2 separate regions of the Sus scrofa genome follow, and region 1 is linked to region 2. Evidence: chromatin contacts called from public Hi-C data. All regions are on one chromosome and are shown on one strand. The core of a region is the stretch at or near the end of the contact, and the rest is flanking DNA. Distances in the headings are between cores, read along the strand shown. Region 1 holds the start of KDM6B (lysine-specific demethylase 6B). Region 2 holds the start of SAT2 (spermidine/spermine N1-acetyltransferase family member 2).

The links. A called contact is a pair of places that touch in the nucleus more often than the background predicts.
Region 1: a Hi-C map of liver shows a contact between it and region 2, with 6 times the contacts expected there. The contact joins the promoter of KDM6B here to the promoter of SAT2 in region 2. A contact is called at or near these places in 1 of 5 promoter capture datasets (liver), 6 of 47 Hi-C or Micro-C datasets (alveolar macrophages, embryonic fibroblasts, fetal heart ventricle and 2 more) and 1 of 2 datasets of contacts at active chromatin or transcription factors (alveolar macrophages).

What each region holds. Positions count from the first base shown.
Region 1 is chr12:53,084,517-53,090,421 of Sscrofa11.1, forward strand. It overlaps KDM6B (lysine-specific demethylase 6B), which reads left to right and starts at 2,556. Exons shown (of 26, transcript XM_021067833.1): 1 at 2,556-2,815. It overlaps DNAH2 (dynein heavy chain 2, axonemal), which reads left to right. Exons shown (of 89, transcript XM_013981316.2): 85 at 53-167; 86 at 1,086-1,262; 87 at 1,360-1,434; 88 at 1,594-1,744; 89 at 1,864-2,228. The coding sequence ends at 2,018. LOC110255906 (collagen alpha-2(V) chain-like) reads right to left here. Exons shown (of 4, transcript XM_021066316.1): 2 at 5,391-5,472; 3 at 4,778-5,245; 4 at 3,862-4,122. The coding sequence ends at 3,862.
Region 2 is chr12:52,910,045-52,916,174 of Sscrofa11.1, forward strand. It overlaps SAT2 (spermidine/spermine N1-acetyltransferase family member 2), which reads right to left and starts at 3,270. Exons shown (of 6, transcript NM_001129962.2): 1 at 2,994-3,270; 2 at 2,773-2,824; 3 at 2,557-2,640; 4 at 2,358-2,459; 5 at 2,176-2,216; 6 at 1,681-2,042. The coding sequence starts at 3,059. The coding sequence ends at 1,875. SHBG (sex hormone-binding globulin) reads left to right here and starts at 4,667. Exons shown (of 7, transcript XM_021066315.1): 1 at 4,667-4,691; 2 at 5,194-5,291. The coding sequence starts at 4,667.

The DNA.
Region 1 (5,905 bases), core at 1,306-3,805, 170 kb after region 2:
GGACGCCTCTCCCAGGCCCACCCCATCCCTAACCCTCCCTGGTCCTATTCAGGTTCTCACTGACGGACCTAGAAAAAGGCATCCAGGGCCTCATCGTCATGTCTACGAGCCTGGAAGAGATCTTCAATTGCATCTTTGATGCCCACGTCCCTCCGCTCTGGGGAAAGGCAAGGTTCCAGCACTGTAGAGCCTCCTCCAACAATGTACTCTCCTTTCACCTCTGTGCCCCCAACCTCCTGGTTCTAGAGAAGCTCACAGCAAACAGCCCTGAGCCTGGGCTGGGGAGCCAGACAGGTTCAAGGTTGAAATCTGGCTTTGCCTTCACTGACTGGCTTTGCAAAGTCATTAACTTAGAAACTTAGGGCAAGTTACTAGCCTCTCCAAGGGTATTTCAAGGATTCCTGGTACTGTGCATAGTGCCTAGCATGTGCTTCATTAATAGTGACTGGTTTGAAGTTCCTGTCGTGGCTCGGTGGTTAACAAATCCGACCAGGAACTATGAGGTTGCAGGTTCGATCCCTGGCCTCGCTCAGTGGTTGAGGATCTGGCGTTGCCGTGAGCTGTGGTGTAGGCCAGTGGCTGCAGCTCTGATTCGACCCCTAGCCTGGGAACCTCCATATGCCACCGGTGCCTCCCTAGAAAAGACCAAAAAAAAAGGAAAAAAAAAGTGGCAGTGTGACCAGTTCATATTACCGTTGCTATTGTTGTTAATAAATAGCTGTCATGGAGTTCCCCTTGTGGTGCAGTAGAAACGAATCTGACTAGGAATCATGAGGTTGTGGGTTCGATCCCTCGCCTTGCTCAGTGGGTTGAGGATCTGGCATTGCCGTGAGCTGTGGTGCAGGTCGCAGACTTGGTTTGGATCTGGCATTGCTGTGGCTCTGGCGAAGGCCGGCAGCTACAGCTCTGATTTGACCTCTAGCCTGGGAACCTCCATGTGCTGCGGGTGTGGCCCTAAAAAGACAAATAAATAAATAAATAGTTGTCATTTTATGCTTCTTTCCTGGAATTTGGCACCATGTATTCTTATATCTGCTCTGAGTGTTCAAAATAAGGATTTGAACACACACTGCCTCCTCCTCCAGGCATATCCCTCACAAAAGCCATTGGCTTCATGGACCCGGGACTTGGCTCTGCGTGTGGAACAGTTTGAGCTGTGGGCCAGCCGCGCACGGCCTCCTGTGATCTTCTGGCTGTCAGGCTTCACCTTTCCCACCGGCTTCCTCACTGCTGTGCTGCAGTCTTCAGCTCGCCAAAACAATGTGAGCAGTGCGGAACATGTGACGGGGAGGGATCTGGGCACATGTATTTTCTCTCCTCTTTGGGGGGTCCTCCCTTATTCTCACCTTCCATCCCCAGATTTCAGTGGACAGCCTCTCTTGGGAGTTTGTCGTCTCCACCGTGGACGACAGCAACCTAGTATATCCACCCAAGGTGGGAGCCAGATGTGCTTCTGGGCTCTGAGCAGAGGGGGCTCTGGCGGAGCAGGGTGCTGGGAGCAAAGGCGGGAAACAATTGGTTGAGAGGGGAGGACTGAGGTGCTGTTAACCGAGGGACTAGATTGCCCCTCAACCTGCCCCCATGTCTTCCCAGGACGGGGTCTGGGTTCGGGGCCTATACCTGGAGGGTGCCGGCTGGGACCGGAAGAACTCCTGCTTGGTGGAGGCAGAGCCCATGCAGCTTGTCTGCCTCATGCCCACGATCCACTTCCGACCTACAGAGAGCCGCAAGAAGAGTGCCAAGGGTGGGACAGCTCCCTCAAGCTTGCCTGCCCCATCCCTAGTCTGGATCAGCCCAGCCTCTGCTCCACCCTTCCTTCCCAGAGGCTCCAGGGTCTGACTCTTTCTCCTCTCCTTTCCGCAGGCATGTACTCCTGTCCCTGCTATTACTATCCCAACCGGGCAGGCAGCTCAGACCGTGCATCCTTTGTCATTGGCATCGACCTGCGCTCTGGGACCATGCCGTCTGATCACTGGATCAAGAGGGGCACTGCTCTACTCATGAGCCTGGACAGTTGAGAGGGCCTCCTCTTCTTCCTCGCTTGAGGGAGGGTCGAGGACGCTAGGAGCCAAGGCTGAGAACGCACCTCGGATAGAGGCTGGACCGCACTCAGGCCTTGACCTTGGTTGAATTTGTCTGTCCTGGGGACCTGGTAATCCCTAGTTCTGCTTGCCATGAAGGTGGAGGAATCGTATCGGAGTTCAGTGCAGTAAAACACCTCAGACCACCAGCCCGAAGTCTCTCAATGGGATAGTGGGGTTGTGGGGAGGGAGGAAGCCCGGGCTTTACGCAGGAGCTCCTGCGAGCCGCTACCAGAGGGAAAGGAGCAAGTGGGAGGGCTTCAGAGGAAGGGAGGTGTGGCCTCGATCGAAGGGGCCAGGCAGTGGGCCCTGAAGAAGGTGTGGCTAAACCTTGGGGGCAGGGCTTGAGCGGGTGGGGCGGGGCTTACTTTTGAAGGGCGCGTGATCCAAATGGATTAGGGGTTGGTCCGGCAGGGTTCAGTGCCAGACCCTGTACCTTCCACCCTGAACCCTGCATCCTGCATTCGCCATTTTATTCGGTACCTGCGCCGAGGCGAGCGGGGACCACCAGAAGGCGGGGCGGAGCGCGCGAGGGACTTCGGCGCAGGGAGGGGCGGGACCATGAGAAGGGGGCGGGGCTGGGCGCGGGGAGAGGGGGGCGGTGTTTGTGTTGGAAAATCCAACTGCGCCACGGGGCGGAGCGGCCCCCCCAGCCCCGGCCTGGGAGAGGGGGGGCCGCTCGACCCCCTGGACGACCTTGTGGAACCTGAACACCTGGGACACCCCAGAATTAGGTAACGGGGAGCCGGGGGGGGCATCTGGAAAGAGGGAAACCATCTTCGCGCAGGGGGGCGGGATGCCTGAGCCGCAGGAAGGGTAGAGCTGGGGATGGACGTTCGGGTCTCGGGAAAGAAGACTGGGGCGCAGGATATCTGGGTCCTATAGAAGAGAGCAGGGCGGGAGTGAGGGAAGAGCTGGGCGGCAGATGTCTTGGGTTCCGGATGTCGTGAGGGGCCTGAAAGGACTCCCCGTCCCTCTTGGGCTAGGATTCCCCTTCCCGACACTAGGGCGGGGCGCGGCGGTCCCTGACTGTGAAGGGCAGGACCGAAGGTCAGGGTTTGCAGATAGGTCAGCGTGACGGCCTCTTGAGGAAGGGTGTAGTCAGACAGGGTTGTGTCTCAAGTGCCGGGGCTGCGTCAAATCTCCCTCCAGTTCTTTCCACGGGGGACCTGGAGAGCCTTGCCTGTGACCCTCACAGCGGGGGCCCCGATAGCCTCCCAGCGGTAGCCTTCGCTCTCACCCGCTGCGCTGCACCTTACCTCCCTGCGATCGGCCTCACCCCGCTAGACTCCTTGTCCCAGGTCCTGCCCCTGCTCTGCTATCTCCTGTTAGCAGTCTTCGCTCGGCTCGGGCCCTCCTCCACTGAACCTTCCCATTGTAGCCACGAGATGGCGAGAGCAAGACGCACAGCGCGACTCAGGAGCCTGGGGTAGGGGATGCGGCCGAGAAAACAGCCGAAGCCCCCCGCCCCGGCCAGAGGGAAAGGTGGGCTGAGGCGCTCCTCTGACTTCCTGTCATCTCTGCCCACCACACAGGAAAGTGTGGGCGGGGGGGCGACAGGCTTGGGAGGAGGTGGGGGTCGGGACTCAGTCTCCGCCTCCCAGAGCAGGGGTAAATAGTGGGGAGGGGGCACGCGGGCAGGTTACTAAGCAACGCAGGTTCGCTTCCTGTCTGCTGCGGCTTGTGGCTGACTTAGGATGGGAGTTGGTGAGAATGGGGGGCTGGGAGACTGTGGAGAAGGTCGAGGGCAGGTCGACTGGTTCTCGAGACAGGGAGAGCCCTAGGAGGAAGGAGCGGAGCAGCGACCTGCGATGCCACTGAAACCGAGTCCGCGGTTGGTGTCGGGAGGGAGGCGGGACCCAGGCGAGGCGCTGTGCCCCGCTCGGCTTCCCTCCCAGGGGTTGCTTGCCCTGTTGCCAGAGTAACTGGAGAGCGAGACTCCGGAGCCAGATTCCCCAACTCTCGCGTCCGTCCAATCCGCTCCAGCGGCTGCCCCTGACATCAGGGCCTCGGCAGCCAATGTGGAGGAGGCATCGTAGAGCTACAGGAAGAGAGGGGAGGGAAGAGGTGGAGGCAGGGAGGGGGTAGCTGCCCGGGACCCGCACGTGCACTCCCACACGCTCGCGCCCACCCCCCCCTCCGTCGCACGCGCCGGAGTACCCCCCCTGCGCCTGCGCGGAGAGTCAGCGCTCGCTGCCCCCCGCCGCCCCCATCTAGAGTCTCCGTTCGCAAGCTAGTCCTGGGCTGAGCGCCTCAGCCCTTGGGGACCCAGACGTCTGGGTCCGCCGGCCTTCGTTCTCGGGGTCTCGAGCCGTTACTGCTCAGCCTGGGGTGGGAGGGGCCAGCTACCTGTTCCGCACCAACCCCCAGCTGGCGCCCCACCGTCCCAGGTGGGCTGGGCGGAGCTGTGGTTTCCGGCCCCATATGCTCCGCCGCTGCCTTCCCGGGCTCTGGCTTAGGTTGCCTCCCCAAGAGGAACGGAACGGTTATCTGCGCCCTTCCCGAGGCTTCACTCGCTCGGGCCCAGCTGCTGTTGGTGGCGGGGGAGGGCGCTGCGGGGAAGCCCCGGACGGCCCAGGTGATTCTTCCCGGACCATCACAACCTGTCCTCGCGTGAATTCCTCCTCTTTGATGTGCAACAAAATCCTTCCCATCCCTTATCGTTTCTTCCCCACTCGCCCTGGTGCTCTTTGCACCTCCCTCGGCTCCTTTCGGGCTGTCTCTCCCGGTCTCCACTCGTCCTTCTCGCTTCTCCCAGTTATATAACTCTTCCTCTTGCCGTGTCCTGATTTCAACTCCACAGACTCCGCCCTGGAACAGCGCGGGGAGGGGCAGGAGAGTTGGGACCCAGACTGATTCCGGCTGGCGGCCGGCTGGGGCACGGGGGTCCCGCCGATGGGAGACGGAGCCCCGCGGGACCTGGTGCCCCTGTCGCCCACCTCCCGCCCCCCACCCGAGATATCGCCCGGGAGAGAGAAGGCACAGTATCTCAGAGAGGCGTGTCGGGACTTCGTCAGAAATGTGGGTTGGGAGGTCAGGCCTGGAGCCGGAGAGGAGGAGCCGAGGGGCCCGAGTCCCAGGGATTGGAGCCGTACCGGGGGCAATAGATAAGGGCGGGACGCTTGGGTTCCTTCCTTCCTCTCCTTTTTGGGTTCCCAGAATTCCTAAGGCTGTTTCCCAGGAAGCTTAGCCTGCGGCCCCTCTCCGCCCCTCGGGGTCAAAGGTCTGTGTTAAAGGTTGCCTGGGATGATGTCACCACTGCACGTGCCCAGGGACAGTTGCCAGGCGATGAGGCCTCCTCCCCTTTACATTCCGCACCCCACCCCCCAAGTCGTGTTGCAGCCCCGTGCCTGCTTTTTTCCCCTCCTCTCTCTTCCTTGGCCTTAGGGCCCTGCAGGTGGGAAACCCTGGCCTGGAGTTTTGTGAGGGGGCGGGGCACGGGGTGTGGTGCAGTGGAAAGACTTTGCCCCTTTGCTGGTTAAGAGAACCCTGGGTCACTTTTTCCCTAGATTGGCACAGAAGGGCTTTCCCTCCAAGCGCCCCCCTCCCCCAGCCTCCCAGCAGTCTTTTTCCTTTCCCACCTGCTGCATTGCCAAGTGTTTCGTTGCCCCCCCCTCCTTTTGAGTTGAAATTGCCAGATAGCTCCTCACTCAGAAGAACTGTGTGTGGCATGCGGAATTCACCGGATACCAGTTCAGCCCTGACCTTAGTCAGTGGCACCTCACGCACACCCCCAACAGTGAGGAAGCGAGTCAAGAAACTGTATTAGATTGTATTAGGAAAGTCAGGGCCTTTATTCTGTGTCGGTGGGTAGATCTCACTCT
Region 2 (6,130 bases), core at 2,020-4,519:
GGCATTGCCATGAGCTGTGGCATTATCCTTGGGTGTGGCCCTAAAAAGACAAAAAAATAAAAAATAAAAATAAAAAGTGCCATTGCTAGATAACTTGTTCATGTTTAAGATATTAATCCCTGCTAGACTGAGATGAGCCAAGGCCGAGACACTGGATTCTCCTGGCTCCCATCTGTGGAAGGGGCTGACCAGCTTCATTATTTCAAGTTTGTCCTAAAGACCCATCTGCAGTAATCTGGTTTTCAAGGCCAAAAATTGGTATCACAATGGAAGAATATAGGCCCCTGAAGTGTTGTTTGGCTGTATCTTTTTTTTTTTTTTTTTTTTGGTCTTTTTATGCCCATAGCCGCAGCATATGGAGGTTCCCAGGCTAGGGGTCGAATCAGAGCTGTAGCTGCTGGCCTACACCACAGCCACAGCAACACTAAGCAAGATCCTTAACCCACTAAGCGAGGCCAGGGATCAAACCTGCAATCTCATGGTTACCAGTTATTTGGATTCACTTCCACTGCGCCACAATGAAAATTCCTGATTTATTGTTAAATGAAAAAACAGGCTGCAAAGGAATATCATCCCATAAATTCCCACATGCTTAACTCATTACATGTATACATGTACGTTGAAAAAAATCTAAAGAATCAATACCAAAAGGTTAATACTAGTGATGTAAGCAAGACTATGGATTTACTTTATTTTTATTTCTTATTTTCTTGGCTGCTGCATGCAGCAGCTTAATGTGGGATCTCAGTTCCCAGCTCAGGAATTGAACCCAAGCCACAGAGGTGAAAGTGGTGAATTCTAACCACTAGATCACCAGGGAATTCTATTCCAGATTCTATTTTTTTTTTTTTTTCCTTTTCTAGGGCTAAATCCACGGCATATGGCGGTTCCCAGGCGAGGGGTCTAATGGGAGCTGTAGCCGCCGGCCTGCACCACAGCCACAGCAACGGGGGATCCCAGCCGCGTCTGCGACCTACACCACAGCTCACAGCAATGCTGGATCCTTAACCCACTGAGCAAGGCCAGGGATTGAAGCTGCAACCTCATGGTTCCTTGTTGGTTTCGTTAACCACTGAGCTACCACGGGCACGCCAAGATTCTATTTTTAAATGTCTGTTCAAACTTGTCGATAACAAACCTAGAAGTTATATATGCTTGTGCAATAAAATATTATGAAAGTGGGAAACTAATCTGTTTACCTTCCCATCTCCATGGGTCCTTAAGGTTGTTTCGGTTTTGCTGAACTGAAAGTAATGGCTTTGTGACTTTTGAAAAAGAAAAGGCACTAGCTAGCTGAGTTAATTTTTTAAGTTGGGGCAAACGGTCTTTCCTGGTGCCCCTGAAAATGCCGCCACCAGGTGGCAGCCTGTTCCATCTGTTAGGTCAGTGGGCCGGCCTCTGTCTTGGATTCCGCACAGCAGGGTCCCAACACGGAAGGCCTTTGTCTGGGTCCCAAACATGACCAACACACCCAGTGTGCAAACTGACCCCTTGCTCCCCTTTCCTCTATATGCCACAGACCAGAGCCCATACTCTGGTCCACTGAGGGTCAAAGTCATCTTAGGCCCCCTTTTACCCCCAGGAGCAACGGCCACCAGGCAGAACACTGAGAAAGGATCTTAAAGTAGCCGATGCTTACTGCGTCCTCAACTCCCCTCCCCAACACCACATCGACACATAGAAATTCTCATTTATTTTTCACCCTGAACAAGGGGGTGGCAAGGCCTCTTCCTCACTTTGCTCCTTCCCTTTGGGACTATTCACCACCAATCCTCCTTCCTTCAGGGAGGCCTTGGTCCGTAGAGACAGTCTCTGAGGAGTGCTTGAGCTGGTGGGGCTGGAGAAGCCAAAAGAGTGATCCCCAAGGGATAATGTCACTTTCCTGCCAACTCCCTCATTGCCTCTCCCTCGAAGCGAAAGGAATGCCAGCCTTCCGCTTCCGTCAGATCTCGGGCTCCTAGGGTCTTGTACAAGTCCACGGCCTTCTTGTTCCAGTCCAGGACTGCCAGGCGGAACTGGGAGCAGCCCTTATCCAGGGCCACCTATGGGAGAAGAATCGCTCACTTTCCGGGGGTCAAAAAGGAAAAGGCCTTCTCACCTGCCATTCAACCCAGGTGCCTCCCATCTGGCTTGGCTTTGCCAGGGCCCAGCTTGTAGCCCCACCCCTCTCCTCACCTCAGCCACTTTTTTGATTATTTTGGAACCAATCCCCTGACCTGATGTAGGGAGAAAAAAGCAAAAAGAGGGATTGTCTGAGCTGAAGGGGATCAGAAAAGACCACAGGCTACGATTAAGGGGCAAAAGATGGGGCAGTCTATGGGGTGATGATTTCTTCCCACCCCAGTCTTGCCCAGTACCCCGATATTCTGGCTTCACGTAGATGTCTTCCAGATAAATATTCCGTCCGGTCCATGTGCTATAGATGAAGTAGTACAGCCCATAGCCCACCATGCAAGACCCTGAGAGAGAAAAAAGAAGGGCAGGTGACTGGGCGCCTGGGGGAGCGACCTCTGAGGCTGACTGCAGGGGGCCCCTCTGAGGTCGGGATGTTCTTACCCTGTGGCTCCCCAGGGGCAGGAAGAATCTCTGCTACCAAACAGTGAAAGAAAGGATTCTCTCCGAAGCCGTCTGCTCTCAGGGCTGCAGGATGGGAGTTGCGACAAAGAGATAGAGAGAGAAGGCCTGGATGTGTGCCCAGCCTGGAGCTACTGCCTGAACTCATCCCTCACTCCCTCCCCAGCCTCCAGCAGGAGCCAGGTGTTGGGCCTCTACCTTCTTCACTGATCTTCACCTGGTCGGACAGTTTCTCGTACTCGGCGAGTTCCTATGGCGTGGGGGGCAGAGACAAGATTAAGGCAGGAGGTCTCCCTGCTCCCCGAGCAGGACCCCAGGGAGCCCTTCTCCCTCTGCTCCCACCTTCTCCTTCCCGCCCCACTCCCGCCGCGCCGCTCTGACCCCCTCTGGGACCCTGGTTTCCGGCCCGCATCTTTCACCCGAATCATCCTCAGGATATTTCCACAGTCTCCCTCCTTGGCCTCTCGGATGAGCACGGAAGCCATTCCGATCCTCAACGTCTGGGACCAAAGTCCAGGACCCCCACTTCCGCTCTGGAGCACCGGGCGAAGAGCAACTGGGACCCTTTAAGAGGCCTACAAATTCGGATCCCGGGAAGCCGGGGGCACGGGTGGGAAGCGAGGCGGTGAAGGAGCCGCGGGCTGGAAAGCCGAAGTCCAATTCCGGCTACTGCGGGGGGAGCGACAGCGACTAGGCGAGGGGTCTTCACTGCCTGGTAGCCTCTAAATTCGGCAGGGGCAGGCGCGCACCAATCAGCCAATCAGCTTGCAGAGAAGGCATGTCCCCGCCCACCCCAGCCCAGCCCCCTTGACCAGGTCTCGTGACCGCGCCTCTGGGCAGGGGTCAAGGCTGGACTGCCGAGGCTTCTTCGCGGTTTTTTGGGTGTTCCAGGCTCCACCGGAGAGAGAAAGCCCACGGCTCAAAAGACACCTTCTTTAACTGAAGTGTGCAGAATCTGCTGTACCATTTACTCAAACTCACCCATTCCAGCCCACCCACCTGGGACGAGCCCCAAACCTCCTTCTGGCTCAAAGTGTTACTTCTCTTAGGAGCCTTTGTATTTTAAAATAGGCCAGGGACATTGCAAAATAAACTATAATTTATTTTTATTTATTTACTTATTCATTTTGCTTTTTAGGGCCGCACCCGTGGCATATGGAGGTTCCCAGGTCAGGGGTCAAATCAGAGCTGTAGTTGCCAGTCTGTACCACAGCCACAGCAATGCAGGATCCGAGCCATGTCTTCAACCTACACCACAGCTCACAGCAACGCTGATCCTTAACCCACTGAGCAAAGCCAGGGATCGAACCCGCAACCTCATGGTTCCTAGTCAGATTCGTTAACCACTGAGCCACAACGGAAACTCCCAAACAAATTTTTTTTAAGAATAAAATAATAGGAGTTCCCGTCGTGGCACAGTGGTTAACAAATCTGTCTAGGAACCATGAGGTTGCGGGTTTGATCCCTGGCCTCGCTCAGTGGGTTGAGGATCCAGCGTTGCCATGAGTTGTGGTGTAGGTCACAGATGGAGCTCCGATCCCCCATTGCTGTGGCTGTGGCATAGGCCAGGGGCTACAACTCCGATTTGACGCCTAGCCTGGGAACCTACATATGCCACGGAAGTGGCCCTAGAAAAGACAAAAAAAAAAAAAGGTAAAATAATAAAATAAAATGGATCAGGGAGAGGGTGATGAATTTCTGGTGGTAAATGGTTAGGCCTTGTAGGAAACTGATAAGGGAAGATAATGGGGGGTGGGGGCTTGGGGGGGGGAGTCTCTCAGTATCTGCTGAATCAGTCAGTGGATACAAAGACAATACCTCCCTATGAGGCAAACCTCAGAGCTTGTGAGAATATTGAGGAAGGAGCTCAGAGCAGATACCAGGCGCTGTGCCTGCATTATCCCCATTCATCCTCGTTCACAGTAACCCCATAAAGTATTATTTTTCACGTTTCACAGAGGAGGACACTGAAGCATGACAGTGGGGTGACTTGCCCACAGTCACCCAGCTAGTATTTGAGGTTCCATGTCTCAGCTGTAGACCTCACGGAGGATGCTACTTGGGGAGCCAGGCAGGACTGCTTTTAGAGCTCATGGTTGTCAAGGCAGCCTCCGCAGGTGGGTGGAAGGCTTGGAGGACCCAGGTCAGGCTCTAGAGGGAGAGGGGAAGTAGGTGTCGTCTTCCAGCTCTTCAATTTCTCCGCAGTGTGGGAGGGTGGTCCTCAGAGGGGCAGGAGGGTCAGGGGCCCTGTCTCCCCCACTTCTCCCCACCGCCAGCAACCTTTAACCCTTCCCCAACCATGTGCCAGGGCTGCCTGCCCCCACGCATTCTCCCCAGAGTTGTCAGAGGCACAGAGAAGGCCGAGGTTGATTATGGAGAGCAGAGGGCCTCGGGCCACATGGCGTGGGCTGCTGCGGCCACCATTGCCACCTCCCAGCCATGAAGAACAGGCCCTGAGACGTGATCTCCTGATCAGGTGCTGGGCAGAGAGGGGCTCAGCCCTGCACTCTTCTTTCTGTCCTCCTCCTGCCTTGGAGCAGTGCCTCGCTCCCTCCCTCGCTCCCTCCATCTGTCTCTGGCTTGTCCTTATTTCAACTTAATAATTTTTCTCTCTGACAGAGGCCTCAGGACCCTCCTGCTCTGTGCCTCGAAATGGCCATGGACAAGAGCCTGTCACCATCAGGACCTTTAGCCTAACCAAGATCACAAAGGATGAGGTTGACCTCGTTCCTTGACCTAGTCCTCTGACCTCACCCTCTCTCCATCAGCTGCTGTTTTCTTTTTTTCTTTTTTTTCGTCTTTTTGCCATTTCTTGGGCTGCTCCCGCGGCATATGGAGGTTCCCAGGCTAGGGGTCGAATCGGAGCTGTAGCCACCGGCCTACGCCAGAGCCACAGCAATGCAGGATCCGAGCCACGTCTGCAACCTACACCACAGCTCACGGCAACGCCAGATCATTAACCCACTGAGCAAGCGCAGGGACCGAACCCGCAACCTCATGGTTCCTAGTCGGATTCGTTAACCACTGAGCCACGACGGGAACTGCTCCTCTTTTCTTTTAATTGACGTAGGGTTGATTAACAATGTTGTGGTAGTTTCTGGTATACAGTCAAGTGTCTCAGTTTTATATGTATATATTCTTTTCCAGATTCTTTCCCATTATAGTTTATTACAAGATCCTGGATATAGCTTTCTGAGCTACACTGTAGGACTTTGTTGTTTATCTATTTTATGTGTAGTAGTGTGTATCTGTTAGTCCCAAACTCCCAATTTAGCCCTCCCCCCTTTCCTCTTTGGTAACCATAAGTTTGTTTTCTATGTCTGTGAATCTGTTTCAGTTTTGTTTTGTGTGGGTTTTTTTTTTTTTTTTTTTTTTTTTTTTGGTCTTTTTTTCCTTCTAGGGCTGCACCCATGGCATATGGAGGTTCCCAGGCTAGGGGTCTCATCGAGCTGAAGCCACCGGCCTATGCCACAGCCACACCAACGCCAGATCTGAGCCAAGTCTGCAACCTGCACCACAGCTCACAGCAATGCTGGATCCTTAACCTGCTGAGCAA